Linked DNA regions of Mus musculus: region 1 is linked to region 2. Evidence: chromatin contacts called from public Micro-C data. All regions are on one chromosome and are shown on one strand. The core of a region is the stretch at or near the end of the contact, and the rest is flanking DNA. Distances in the headings are between cores, read along the strand shown.

Region 1 (5,622 bases), core at 1,044-3,543, 770 kb after region 2:
TGGTGAAAAATCTGGTGTAATTCTGATAGGCTTGCCTTTATATGTTACTTGACCTTTCTCCCTTACTGCTTTTAGTATTCTATCTTTATTTAGTGCATTTGTTGTTCTGATTATTATGTGTCGGGAGGAATTTCTTTTCTGGTCCAGTCTATTTGGAGTTCTGTAGGCTTCTTGTATGTTCATAGGCATCTCATTCTTTAGATTTGGGAAGTTTTCTTCAATAATTTTGTTGAAGATGTTTGCTGGACCTTTGAGTTGAAAATCTTCATTCCCATCCACTCCTATTATCCATAGGTTTGGTCTTCTTATTGTGTCCTGGATTTCCTGGATATTTTGAGTTAGGATCTTTTTGCATTTTCCATTTTCCTTGATTGTTGTGCCGATGTTCTCTATGGAATCTTCTGCACCTGAGATTCTCTCTTCCATCTCTTGTATTCTGTTGCTGATGCTCAAATCTATGGTTCCAGATTTCTTTCCTATGGTTTCTATCTCCAGTGTTGCCTCACTTTGAGTTTTCTTTATTGTGTCTACTTCCCTTTTTAGGTCTAGTATGGTTTTGTTCATTTCCATCACCTGTTTGTATGTTTTTTCCTCTTTTTCTGTAAGGACTTCTACCTGTTTGATTGTGTTTTCCTGTTTTTCTTTAAGGACTTGTAACTCTTTAGCATTGTTCTCCTGTATTTCTTTAAGTGATTTATTAAAGTCCTTCTTGATGTCCTCTACCATCATCGTGAGATATGCTTTTAAATCTAGGTCTAGGTTTTCGGGTGTGTTGGGGTTCCCTGGACTGGGCGAAGTGGGAGTGCTGGGTTCTGATGATGGTGAGTGGTCTTGGTTCCTGTTAGTAAGATTCCTACATTTACCTTTCGCCATCTGGTAATCTCTGGAGTTAGTAGTTATAGTTGACTCTATTTAGAGATTGTTCTTCTGGTGATTCTGTTACCGTCTATCAGCAGACCTGGGAGACAGATTCTCTCCTCTGAGTTTCAGTGCTCAGAGCACTCTCTGCTGGCAAGCTCTCTTACAGGGAAGGTGCGCAGATATCTTGTATTTGGACCTCCTCCTGGCCGAAGAAGAAGGCCCAAAACAGGACCTTTCTCAGAAGCTGTGTTGCTTTGGCAGTTCCCCGAAGCTGTATGGTTCTCTGGCGCACCCTCTCACCTGTTCAGACTAATTTCCTAAGTTCGGCGGGTCCCGGAGCAAGATGGCGACCGCTGCTCCTGAGGCTGAGGCCGCCTCCCAAGCCGGGCGGACACCTGTCCTCCGGTCCGGAGGGTGGCCGGCTTTCTACGGCCCTCAAAGGGTGCTGCCTCAGCGGCTCTGTGCTTCTGCCTTTCCCAGAAGCTGTCCGGTTCTCTGGCGCACCCTCTCGCCTGTTCAGACTAATTTCCTAAGTCCGGCGGGTCCCGGAATAAGATGGCGACCGCTGCTCCTGAGGCTGAGGCCGCCTTCCGACCCAGGCGGACACCTGTCCTCTGGTCCGGACAGTGGCCGGCTGTCTGCTGCCCGCAAAGGGTGCTGTCTCAGCGGCTCTGTGCTTCCGCCTTTCCCAGAAGCTGTCCAGTTCTCTGGCGCACCCTCTTGCCTGTTCAGACTAATTTCCTAAGTTCGGCGGGTCCCGGAACAAGATGGCGACCGCTGCTCCTGAGGCTGAGTCCGCCTCCCAAGCCAGGCAGACACCTGTCCTCCCGTCCGGAGGGTGGCCGGCTGTCTACGGCCCGCAAAGGGTGCTGCCTCAGCGGCTCTGTGCTTCTGCCTTTCCCAGAAGCTGTCCGGTTCTCTGGCGCACCCTCTCACCTGTTCAGACTAATTTCCTAAGTTCGGCGGGTCTCGGAGCAAGATGGCGACCGCTGCTGCTGAGGCTGAGGCCGCCTCCCAAGCCGGGCGGACACCTGTCCTCCGGTCCGGAGGGTGGCCGGCTGTCTACGGCCCGCAAAGGGTGCTGCCTCAGCGGCTCTGTGCTTCCGCCTGTTCCAGAAGCTGTCCGGTTCTCTGGCGCACCCTCTCACCTGTTCAGACTAATTTCCTAAGTTCGGTGGGTCCCGGAACAAGATGGCGACCGCTGCTGCTGAGGCTGAGGCCGCCTCCTGACCCAGGCGGACACCTGTCCTCTGGTCCGGACAGTGGCCGGCTGTCTGCTGCCCGCAAAGGGTGCTGTCTCAGCGGCTCTGTGCTTCCGCCTTTCCTTCTCTACTCTTTCTTTTGCTGTCTTTCTCTGCCTCTACTCCCTTCTCAACTCCCCTTCCCGTGTCCTATTCCCTATCCTATCCTATGCACCCGCCCGCCTGATGGCTGGTACCTCAGGGGGAAGGGATGCCTCAGCGAGGGAGGGCCTAGGGCCAGCTGAAGCACTCTTCCAACCTCACCATACCTGTCTCTTTAAACATATCCTGTCTCTCTCTTTTATAAACAGCAGGTGGAGCTGAAGCCACCCACTGTTTAGAAACAGAGTTATTTGAAGCTGAGCTTGATAGTCTGGATGTGGAGCTGGTCACAGACCTCATGGTGAAAGACTCCCAAGCTTAAGAGGATTGTCTAATTTGAAACCACTCTTACTTGATTGAGGAGGAAACACAGCCAAGAACTGGCCCAACAAGAGGAAGCAGCAAACAAAGAATGAAAGAAAACAAAACATCTCCCACTGCAGATGCAGTTACCAATCGGAAACCATAGTGCTGTTCTCCCAGCAGCTTCTCCTGTTTCCTCTTCACTCCGAGAACACTACATCCTTCACTCCAAGAGCATTACCACCCCAGCCCATTTCCCCAGCACTCGAGAACTATACTCCAAGAAAATCCCTCAAAAAGTCAGCGAACTGTCTCTCAATACATTTGCATTTATTACACTCTTTTTGTCTTCAACTTGTACATTTGGCCTCAAGAGTGTTTCTATGGGTTTTACACTAAAGTATGGCCTCTGGGTTCTTCCAGCATCCCTCAGTCCTTACCTATTACAGTGTATAGCTGACATACTCCACCTTCTGTCCTGAACTTTTCAGCCCAAGGAATGGGCTGCCCTTCCCCCAAGAGGCTCTGCTCTACATAATCCACAATCCTTGGTTCTTTTCTCTCCATTCTCCTCTTCCTCTCCCCACATGGCTTTTGGTCCCTCACACCCTTTTGGTCTGCTAATTACATGGTCATATCTCTTCTTTTGCCCACCACATAGGCATCTCCTACAAAGCCCCTTGGGGTGGTGGTGGGGTGATACCATGACACAGCCACCACATGGGCAATTCTACTTACTAAGACGTTTGCACCTCTCCAACTGTTTCTTCCTCTACCTTCTCTAACCACTTGTCTTTCCCCTTCTACTGGGTGTTACTAAAAAGCTCCCTATTTTGTCTACCTTTGCTATAAAAGCCATACCAGTATGACAAGAAGCTTCCTTTCACCCTACTGGGCCCTCGTCATGTGGAAAGGAATACCTCTGCTCTGTGATTTGGGGCATTTCTCTCTGACAAGTTTCTCAGTTGATTGGGGATGCTCCAGATTGAAATTCTTGTTACCATGACACTTATCCCTCTGCTCCATCATGACTCCTCTCAGCTCCTTCCTGGAACTTCTTCACCTCCCCTTAGGAGCTGCCTACATACTCCAGAGTCTGCAGCCTTTCCTTGCCCCCTTCTCCTTGCAGCTACCTGCACTGTCTCTCCTTGGGCCCTCCTGGGTCCCTACATTGCAAGTTTTCTTGCCTCCCCCTCAGAGATGCCTACAAGGTCTTGCAGCTTCTCTGTGCCCTTTTGGCTTCTATAGTATTGGGACCCTCCGTCGGGTGGAGGTCCTGCTTGTTCCTCTTTGTCTCTTATGGCTACACTATTCTCTGTCTCTTCACTGTCTAAACCTCCCTATGGGGAGTTCTTTCACCACCTTTCCTCCTTGGACTCCATTCCTTTCTCGGACTCAGAGATTTTTCTTGAAGCCTTGATTTCTTATTGAGAATAGCTTGGCCGAAGTATAGGTCAAAGGCCAAAGGTGGCACACTCAAGTTCCAAATTCTTGCAGATTGTAACAACTTTTGCCATCCCAAATGCAAATGATCCTAACATCGTCTATTTCTAAGGTTCTACAGCTTTCGACTCTTGAATCTCTATAATTTCTCAAGACATCTTTTAAGATTATTGTGTAAATAGTCTTTATCACAGGTTAATTTGTAAGTTCATTGGGTGAGGTTAAAGAATCTGTAAAAACAAAACCTAGCTTTAAACTTATAACAAAAGGCTTATAATGAAAATCTATACATAGAAATTTTAATTTAATTTGCCATATATATGATATATATTTGATTCTTTTCTAGAATGTACCATATATATATGCTACTTTGTCAGGAGCCATCTAACAACAGCTATAAGGTAGCAGGTGATCGTCCAGAGATGTTTCACTACATGAAACTACAATGAAAGAACCTTTGAGAGAGAGGCGAGGCCCAAAGGGCAAATCTCAGGAAATAATTCCTGCAGCTGATATGCCGTTTCTGTCCTTATGCAGTTAATATATAAATCCTGAGCATTAGCCTACCCTATTGGCCAGATTTCTACAGATCAATGAAGATGTGCTGTCTTGTAGTGCTATATAGACAAATTGATGATTTCTTAATGATGATCTTATGTGAATTCTTAGAATTATTCTAGTATTTATTAAGCCTTTTATAATAGGACTGATATTAAAGCCCTCTCTGATATGAAAACTGCAATTATAGCTCTGCCAGTCTTCATGTGTCAAGAGGTAATTGCTTCTGAGAGAGAAAAACCAGACATTTAGCACTTAGAAGCACATTCCTAGAGGCAATAAAACAATTAACCAAAGGTCATAAAAGAGAAAGAATGATTTATTCTAAGTGCAAGGACAGAAAACAAGATATTGACTGGGTTTATCTATATAAAACTTCAAAGCTAACTTAATACAAAAATTTTAGTTTTAGACTCTCAGTGAACCTGTGGAGTTAGTGACAGATAATGAATATCTAACTAGAAAACTACTTCTAATGGAAACACTTGTAAGTATTTTTGTTGTAAACTTCTTATTAAATTTGTGATTTGAACAACTTTTAGTGAACTTTTGTAAAAAAAAAAATGAATGAAAAAAATCATGTGATCTATTCTCCTAGAAAATGTACAAAAGCTGGGCAGTGGTGGCTCATGCCTTTAATCCCACCACTTGGGAGGCAGAGGCAGGTGGATTTCTGAGTTCAAGGCCAGCTTGGTCTACCGATTGAGTTCTAGGACAGCCAAGGCTATACAGAGAAACCCTGTCTCAAAAAAAAAAAAGAGAGAGAGAGAGAGAGAGAGAGAGAGAGAGAGAGAGGGGAAGGAAGGAAGGAAGGAAGGAAGGAAGGAAGGAAGGAAGGAAGGAAGGAAGGAAGAGAAAAAAGAAAAAAAAGAAAATGTACAAAAACTAGGAATGATGACATTACAGCAGAAGGAGGGAACAACATCTATCCCTTGAGAAAGGCAGCTCAGGGGTAGTGATGAATCAGAAGAAGAAAAATCAAACTTGGAGGAGGGATCTGAAAAGAAAGTAACAAAATATCAGAAACATGGGTGGCCTACCCTGCAGCACTTAAACCTAAGTCATTTCACAAGAACTCCTGAAAAATGTAAAAAGAAACCAAAAGGGCCTACAG
Region 2 (6,282 bases), core at 3,695-6,194:
TGCTGAGGGCTCCTAGAGATTTAAATCAGAATTATTTTCAGGAATTGTGCACTTTATGTGCTGTACACGTTCAGTGTTTTCTTCCTCCTCTCCACTCTCCTCCCTTCCCTCTCCCCTTCTATATTTTCCTTTCCCTCCCTCCCTCCCTCCCTCTCTCCCTGCCTCCCTCCCTCCCTCCTTCCCTCCCTGCCTCCCTCCCTCCTTTCTTCCTTCCTTTTCTTTTAAGGGTCAGGGTTTTTCTGTGTAGCCCTGGTTGTCCTGGAGCTCGCTGTGTAGACCATTCTGACCTCAAATTCAGAGCTGGGTCTTCTGCCTCTCCTGGGATTAAAGGAGTGAGCTGCGTGGCAGACTGGCTTCCTGTCAGTTTTTAAGGGAAGAACAAAGGCGATACATGTGAACTCCTTGTACTTTCTCAGCACGCTTTCCCAGATTGGGGCCGTTAGACTAATTACTTCATTTATCAAGATGGAAATCAAAGGCCCAGTAGCTATTTACCTTTCATTCAAGAATACTCTTGGCATGGCTGGTGCAGTCTAATTATGAGCGAGGAGGTGCTCAGGCTTAGCTCAGTCAGGACTGTGTTAACTCGCTTCGCAAGGGTTGTGTGATTAAATACAGTCCGCACAGGTCATCTTCCTGCCAAACCTTTTGAGTAAAGAGAGTGGCCATTTCTTAGCTTCCTAACTGTTTTTGCACTTATGAAACCAGAAAAACAAGAAACAAGTTAATAATTTTAGAGCTCACACAGACTGTATCTAGGGCCTGTTAGATTTCTCTTCTTTAGGTAAATGATGGTTGTACACTTGTGGGAAGGTCTGTGCCAGGGAGAGAATTCTCAGCTCTCAGAGTATTGGTTTAAAACAAACAAACAAACAAACAAACAAACAAACATCCCAAAGAACCCAAGTAGGCGGTCTCTTTTCCTCTTAATTTTTTTGTAGGAAAGTTATTATATGACATATTCTTCATTGTATATACTTAGTGTGTGCATGTATACACACACACTTGCTGGCCTTCCAGATATGCATATTTTATTTCAAAGTAATTTTAGACTAACACATTTCTGTTTAATGAAGAAGTGAAGAGAGCGTGGGGCAGTATCAAGAGACATATTCTTGGCCGTATCTTCTTAAATTGTCCTTCAAACTATTGTAGTTAAATGTGTAATAAAACTACTATTTTATAGCCTGGTATGGTGGCTTATGCTTCTAATCTAGTACTCAGGAGGCTAAGGCAAGAAGGGCATGAGTTCGAGACTAGCCTTGACTAATCCCCAAGACTATTTCTAAAAAAAAAAAAAAAAAAAAAAAAAAACCCGAAAGACAGGCAGTAAGATAGCACAGTGGGTAAAAAAGCTCTTGCCTCACAAGCCTGGAGATGTGAGTTCTGCATAAGACTGGAAGCAGTCAGAAGGGTTGATCTGCAGAGCCCATGTCTGCAGGGAGAGAGCCAGTTCCACAAAGTTGTCCTATGACCTTGCCCTAGTCACTGTTCTATTACTATGAAGAGGCATCATTATCACAACTCTTTTTATAAAAGAAAGCATCAAGCTTACAGTTCTAGAGGCTTAGTTCATTTTCATCATGGAGGGAAGCATGGCAGCATCTAGGCAGACACTGAAGCACTAGGTGAGAGAGCTTTATATCCTGAACCATAGGTGGGGGTGGGGGTGGGGTGGGGGGTGGGGGTGGGGTCTGGGCTTGGCTTGGGCTTTTGAAACCTCAAAACTCCCAGTGACACACTACCTCCAATCAGGCCATACCTTGTAATCCTTGTAATCCTTTCTAATGGTGCCATTCCCTGGTGACCAAGCATTCAAATACATGAGCCTTATAAGGCTTATTCTTATTCAAACCAGCACAGACCTCCTCATGTCAACCTTGACACCTGTACTCATCAAACCCACACATCATACATGCACACACAATAATAACACGTTTTTAAAATGTAAAGGTAGCTTTACAAAGTCTTTTTAGTGTATCTGTAATCTTAGTTACAGTTATCTGTATAAATTTAAAATACAAAACTAAAAGAAAAGAAAACAGAAACAAAACAAAAAATCAGATGAGTTCAAGGCCAGCCTGGTCTACATAGTGAATTATGGGCAGCCAGGGCTACATGGTGAGACCTTGTCTCAAAAAAACTGACATCCATCAAAAAACAACAACAACAACAGCCCCACTTCCAATCCACCAAGGTGGAATCTTTCTAGACTTCCAGTCTGAGCCTGCCATTTCTGTGTGGCAGGAGACCAGAGTATTTGGCTGAAATGAAGGAGTTAAAGGAGCCTGGGAATTTGGACAGAGTGGAAAAAGCCTTAAGTAGTGATCATTCAAACTCAGAGAGCAAGCTGACTGGAGAAACCTTGTTGATCTTTCCTTAAGTATGGTCAGATGCTACAGTTTACTCATGGGAGAATCGTCCACTGCTGTAGTTAGAAAGCAAGGACATCTTAGTGGCCATGAGAAAGGAAAGGGATCCAGTTGGGTGGCCACTGGCTGTCACCAGGAGCCTTGCTGCTATCTGCATAATGAGTGGCTTCTCAAATTTTCACTTCCTGCAGCCAATTTGCCATCTGAACATGCTGTTTACCTGGGTCGGTGCTGGGGAACACAAAAACCAGAGGCGTGCCGTTTTGGATGGCTTTCTTGTACCTGTTTGATGAGGTGGGCTGTGATCAGCTTCTATAACTCTCCCAGCTACCATGGTGGGCAGAAGGTCCAGGCAGCCTTGAAGCTGGGTTTTCTAAAGTGAGTGGTGCTAGGTTCTGCTGAACTGGGGTTGCCTTTCTCTTGAGGTCTTCTCGTCTTCTTGTTTAGCTTGGGATGATATGAACTATCAAGAGAATCCATGATTTTATATTAAGTGCCATGTGAAATGATATCAAAGTATTGTCCAGCTCTATGTTGTCCATCAAAAAACCAGCCCATTGTTTCTGTGGTGACCACAGAAACCCATCCGTCAGGTGATCCTGGGGGCTGCCCCTAGCTTACTGCTGATTTCCCCGAAGGAACACCGCTCCAGCGCAGGAAGGTAGTAGCCTTTCTCATTTTATGTAGATTTTTGGTCAAAGTGGTGGACAAACACACAGTTGAGATCATTTTTAATCATGATGAAACCTGATTGAGACTGAAGGGAAAGGTTTCTCCTGTATTTTTATGTATTAGCAAGAGATAATAAATGGAATTCTTTTCAAAGGAAAGCAGTGTCCCTGGGCTGGGCTGCCCCTGAGGGCCATGTCTGGGCTCCTGGGCCTACTGTAGCTGAGGGTTAAATTGATGTCTGTGACCTGTGTTACCACCAAGGGCCATGTAGATGTTTAGGGTCTGTGCTGCCACCTGATGCCGTCTTGGTGTCCATGGGCTGAGCTGCCTACAGGGGCTGTAGTGGCTATTCCTGGTTGTCAACTTGACTATATTTGGAATGAACTACAATCCAGAATTGGAAGGCTCACCAGTGACCCTTATCTGGAGGCTTGGAGATAGAAGTTTCTGATCTGGATCTTGGTATGGAGATCTTGAAGCATAGTGGCTATGGATTCCAGAAGATTAAATCTCCGAGTTCAAGGTCATCCGGGATTAAAGGTGTGGTGGGACATACCTTTAATCTGGGCTACACCTTTCATCTGGGATTAAAGGTGTGATGGAACACACCTTTAATCTGGGCTACACCTTCTGCTGGAGACAATATAAGGACATTGGAAGAAGGGAGTCTTGCTCTTGCTCCCTCGCCTGCTTGCTGTGTGAGACTGAGTAACTGCTAGATCCTTGGACTTCCATTCACAGCTACTACTGAGCCATTGTTGGGATTTGGGCTGCAGACTGTAAATCATCAATAAATTCCTTTATTTTATAGAGACTATCCATAAGTTCTGTGACTCTAGAGAACCCTGACTAATACAGGGGCCATGTTGATGTGAGTGGCCTGTGCTGTCACTATAGCTTCTGTGGCCCATGCTGTGGCAGAAACCATGTAGAAGTCCATGATCTTTGTTTTTGCTCACCATAAAGACAAGGAAGCTACTTTTGCAGAGGTATCTATAAATGCACACTCACAGTTGAGAAAGAGGGACATAGAAGGCTTCTGTGACATCCCCTACTCACTTTGCTCCCCCCACCCCACCCCACCCCACCCCACCCCACCCCACCCCACCCCACCCCACCCCACCAAAAGTAGCTCTTAGAAAACTATGGAAGAGAACTCTTAAAAATTGTAGCAATGTTGCTGAGGCCCAGCTCTCCACAATTGATGGTGTGGGGCGGGGAAAGACTCAGTTGTCTTTAAGGGCTGGTCACTGGGAGGGTTTTTTTTTTTTTTTTTTTTTTTTTTCCCTCTTCCTCCTTCTTAGTTTTGGGGGAGGTCACAGGAAGGAGGAAGTTGACATTGGATAACCCAGCAGTGGATGTGATAGGGTAAGTAATGAGAAATTGATAAAGCCACAAAAATATTATGGAAAAAAAGAGAAGGGGCTGGTGAGATGGCTCAGTGGGTAAGGGCACCCGACTGCTCTTCCGAAGGTCTGAAGTTCAAATCCCAGCAACCACATGGTGGCTCACAACCACCCGTAATGAGATCTGGTGCCCTCTTCTGGTGTATCTGAAGACAACTACAGTGTACTTACATATAATAAATAAATAAATCTTTAAAAAAAAAAAAAAAAAAAAGAGAAAAGAAAGTTTTTCCCTGCCCTGGGGTGGAATACAGTTATTGATAACAGCACACGAGTACGCGCGCGTGCACACACACACACACACACACACACACACACACACACCCACATTTAACTTAGGAACATCAGGTAATGGGTGTGTAGTTTAAAAAAAACAGGCTAAATCTGTCTAGGGACCAGCCACAGTGGTTTTGCCCATCCCCTAAGGCTAGCTCCAAGCAGCAGTCTGGCCCTGATCCCCTCGGATGCTAAACTGACCAAACCAGTTTTTCCTGACAATGCCTAGAGCCAGCCGAGTGCGTTCTTTGTAGTTTGCAACATTCTGTTGGTTCATCTGTCTATTCTGTGTTCTTTAACCACGTTAGAGTTTTCTGATACGCTTCCATGCTAATGGTCACATTTTCCATTTTGTAAGTCCTTTCGGCTTCTGCCAGTGCCCTTTACTGAGCTTAAACCGAGCACACTTCCAGAAGGATGGAGGGGAAAAAAGTCTCAGGAATTTGAGGGGTTTTAAGAGGCAGCCTCAATATTCAACTCAAGAGAGAGAGAGGGAGGGGGAGGGGAAGAGGAGGGAGAGAGGGAGGGGGAGACAGGAGGGGGAGGGATGGAAGGAGGGGGACGGAGGGGGGAGGGAGAGAGAGAGAGAGAGAGAGAGAGAGAGAGAGAGAGAGAGAGGAAAGTGGGGAATAAACAAATAGAAGATAAAAACATGGGCTTTGGAATTCGGTATTTGGTTTTAATTCTAGCATTTCAACTCCTTAACTTGATTGTACAAGTGACAAAATTTCTTTGTTCCTTAGTTTTTTATTTAGGATCAGAATATTTACTTGTTATTTGATTAGAGAGTTAAATCAACGTATGTAATGTAGAGAGCAATTTACAGTACCCAGAGTGCTTTGCAGCAGCTATTTCTTGTGAGTATGTCCCGTTTCCTTGCTCCTTAGTAATTCAGCCTCAAGGAATGACCTTCTCCTTTAAGAGTCAGAACACTCATTCCACTGAACACTTATATTTACTTGCAAGTCCCTGTGTTGTGTTTGGGACTTCAAAAGACTTGTGACAAGTTGACCCGACCACCTTAGTTGTTGCCCATCAGCCTTGTCTGCATCTCCAGGATTTCAGGGATCTAGGGCAATGCAGTTCATAAAATGTGCAGGAGCCACCAAGATAGCAGAACTGCTGTTCTGTCTTTCCTCCGCTCACTCCGATTTAGCTTGTCTCCTCCATATCCACACACTCAAGAAAACAAGAGAAAGCCATAACGAATCCCTGTGCCCCATCACCCAGCTTCAACAACTATTAGTTGCCTGTCAATCAAATTATATACATTATTACCAGTTTGTGGGTAAATTGGACATACATTTCTAATGATGTTTATATATGCACATGCATATCTTTCATAAACATTTCTGACCTAATAAAATGCTGCAGTATCAGTTTACTTATTCAGATTATATACAGATTTTTTTTCACTTGTTTGGAAAATGTCTGTTTACAATTGCTGGCCATATTAGGGTCCACACAGAATTACACAGGGACTCCCTTCCTTCCCTGTCTCTTCAGCTGTAACTTCTTCTTCTCACCTTCTTCTTTGAAACACAACAGTTGCCATG

Evidence for each region. Hi-C and Micro-C count contacts between places; a contact is called where the count stands out from the background.
Region 1: a contact with region 2 is called in a Micro-C map of embryonic stem cells, with 2.6 times the contacts expected there. The contact joins two enhancer-like sites. A contact is called at or near these places in 1 of 39 promoter capture datasets (cranial neural crest), 1 of 484 Hi-C or Micro-C datasets (embryonic stem cells), 2 of 115 datasets of contacts at active chromatin or transcription factors (astrocytes and embryonic stem cells) and 3 of 9 other capture datasets (adipose tissue, embryonic stem cells and liver).

Annotation. Positions count from the first base shown.
Region 1 is chr4:49,465,203-49,470,824 of GRCm38.p6, forward strand. It overlaps a transcript of Acnat1 not described here. Among named protein-coding and RNA genes, the nearest start is that of Gm26424, 6.3 kb to the right of the region's middle. Within about 2 kb of position 2,294, at least 7 of the 459 cell types and tissues checked have an H3K27ac peak or open chromatin away from gene starts, as enhancers often do. A contact at or near this core is called in embryonic stem cells, where this site is marked.
Region 2 is chr4:48,692,592-48,698,873 of GRCm38.p6, forward strand. No RefSeq gene overlaps it. Among named protein-coding and RNA genes, the nearest start is that of Cavin4, 32 kb to the left of the region's middle. Within about 2 kb of position 4,945, at least 19 of the 459 cell types and tissues checked have an H3K27ac peak or open chromatin away from gene starts, as enhancers often do. A contact at or near this core is called in embryonic stem cells, where this site is marked.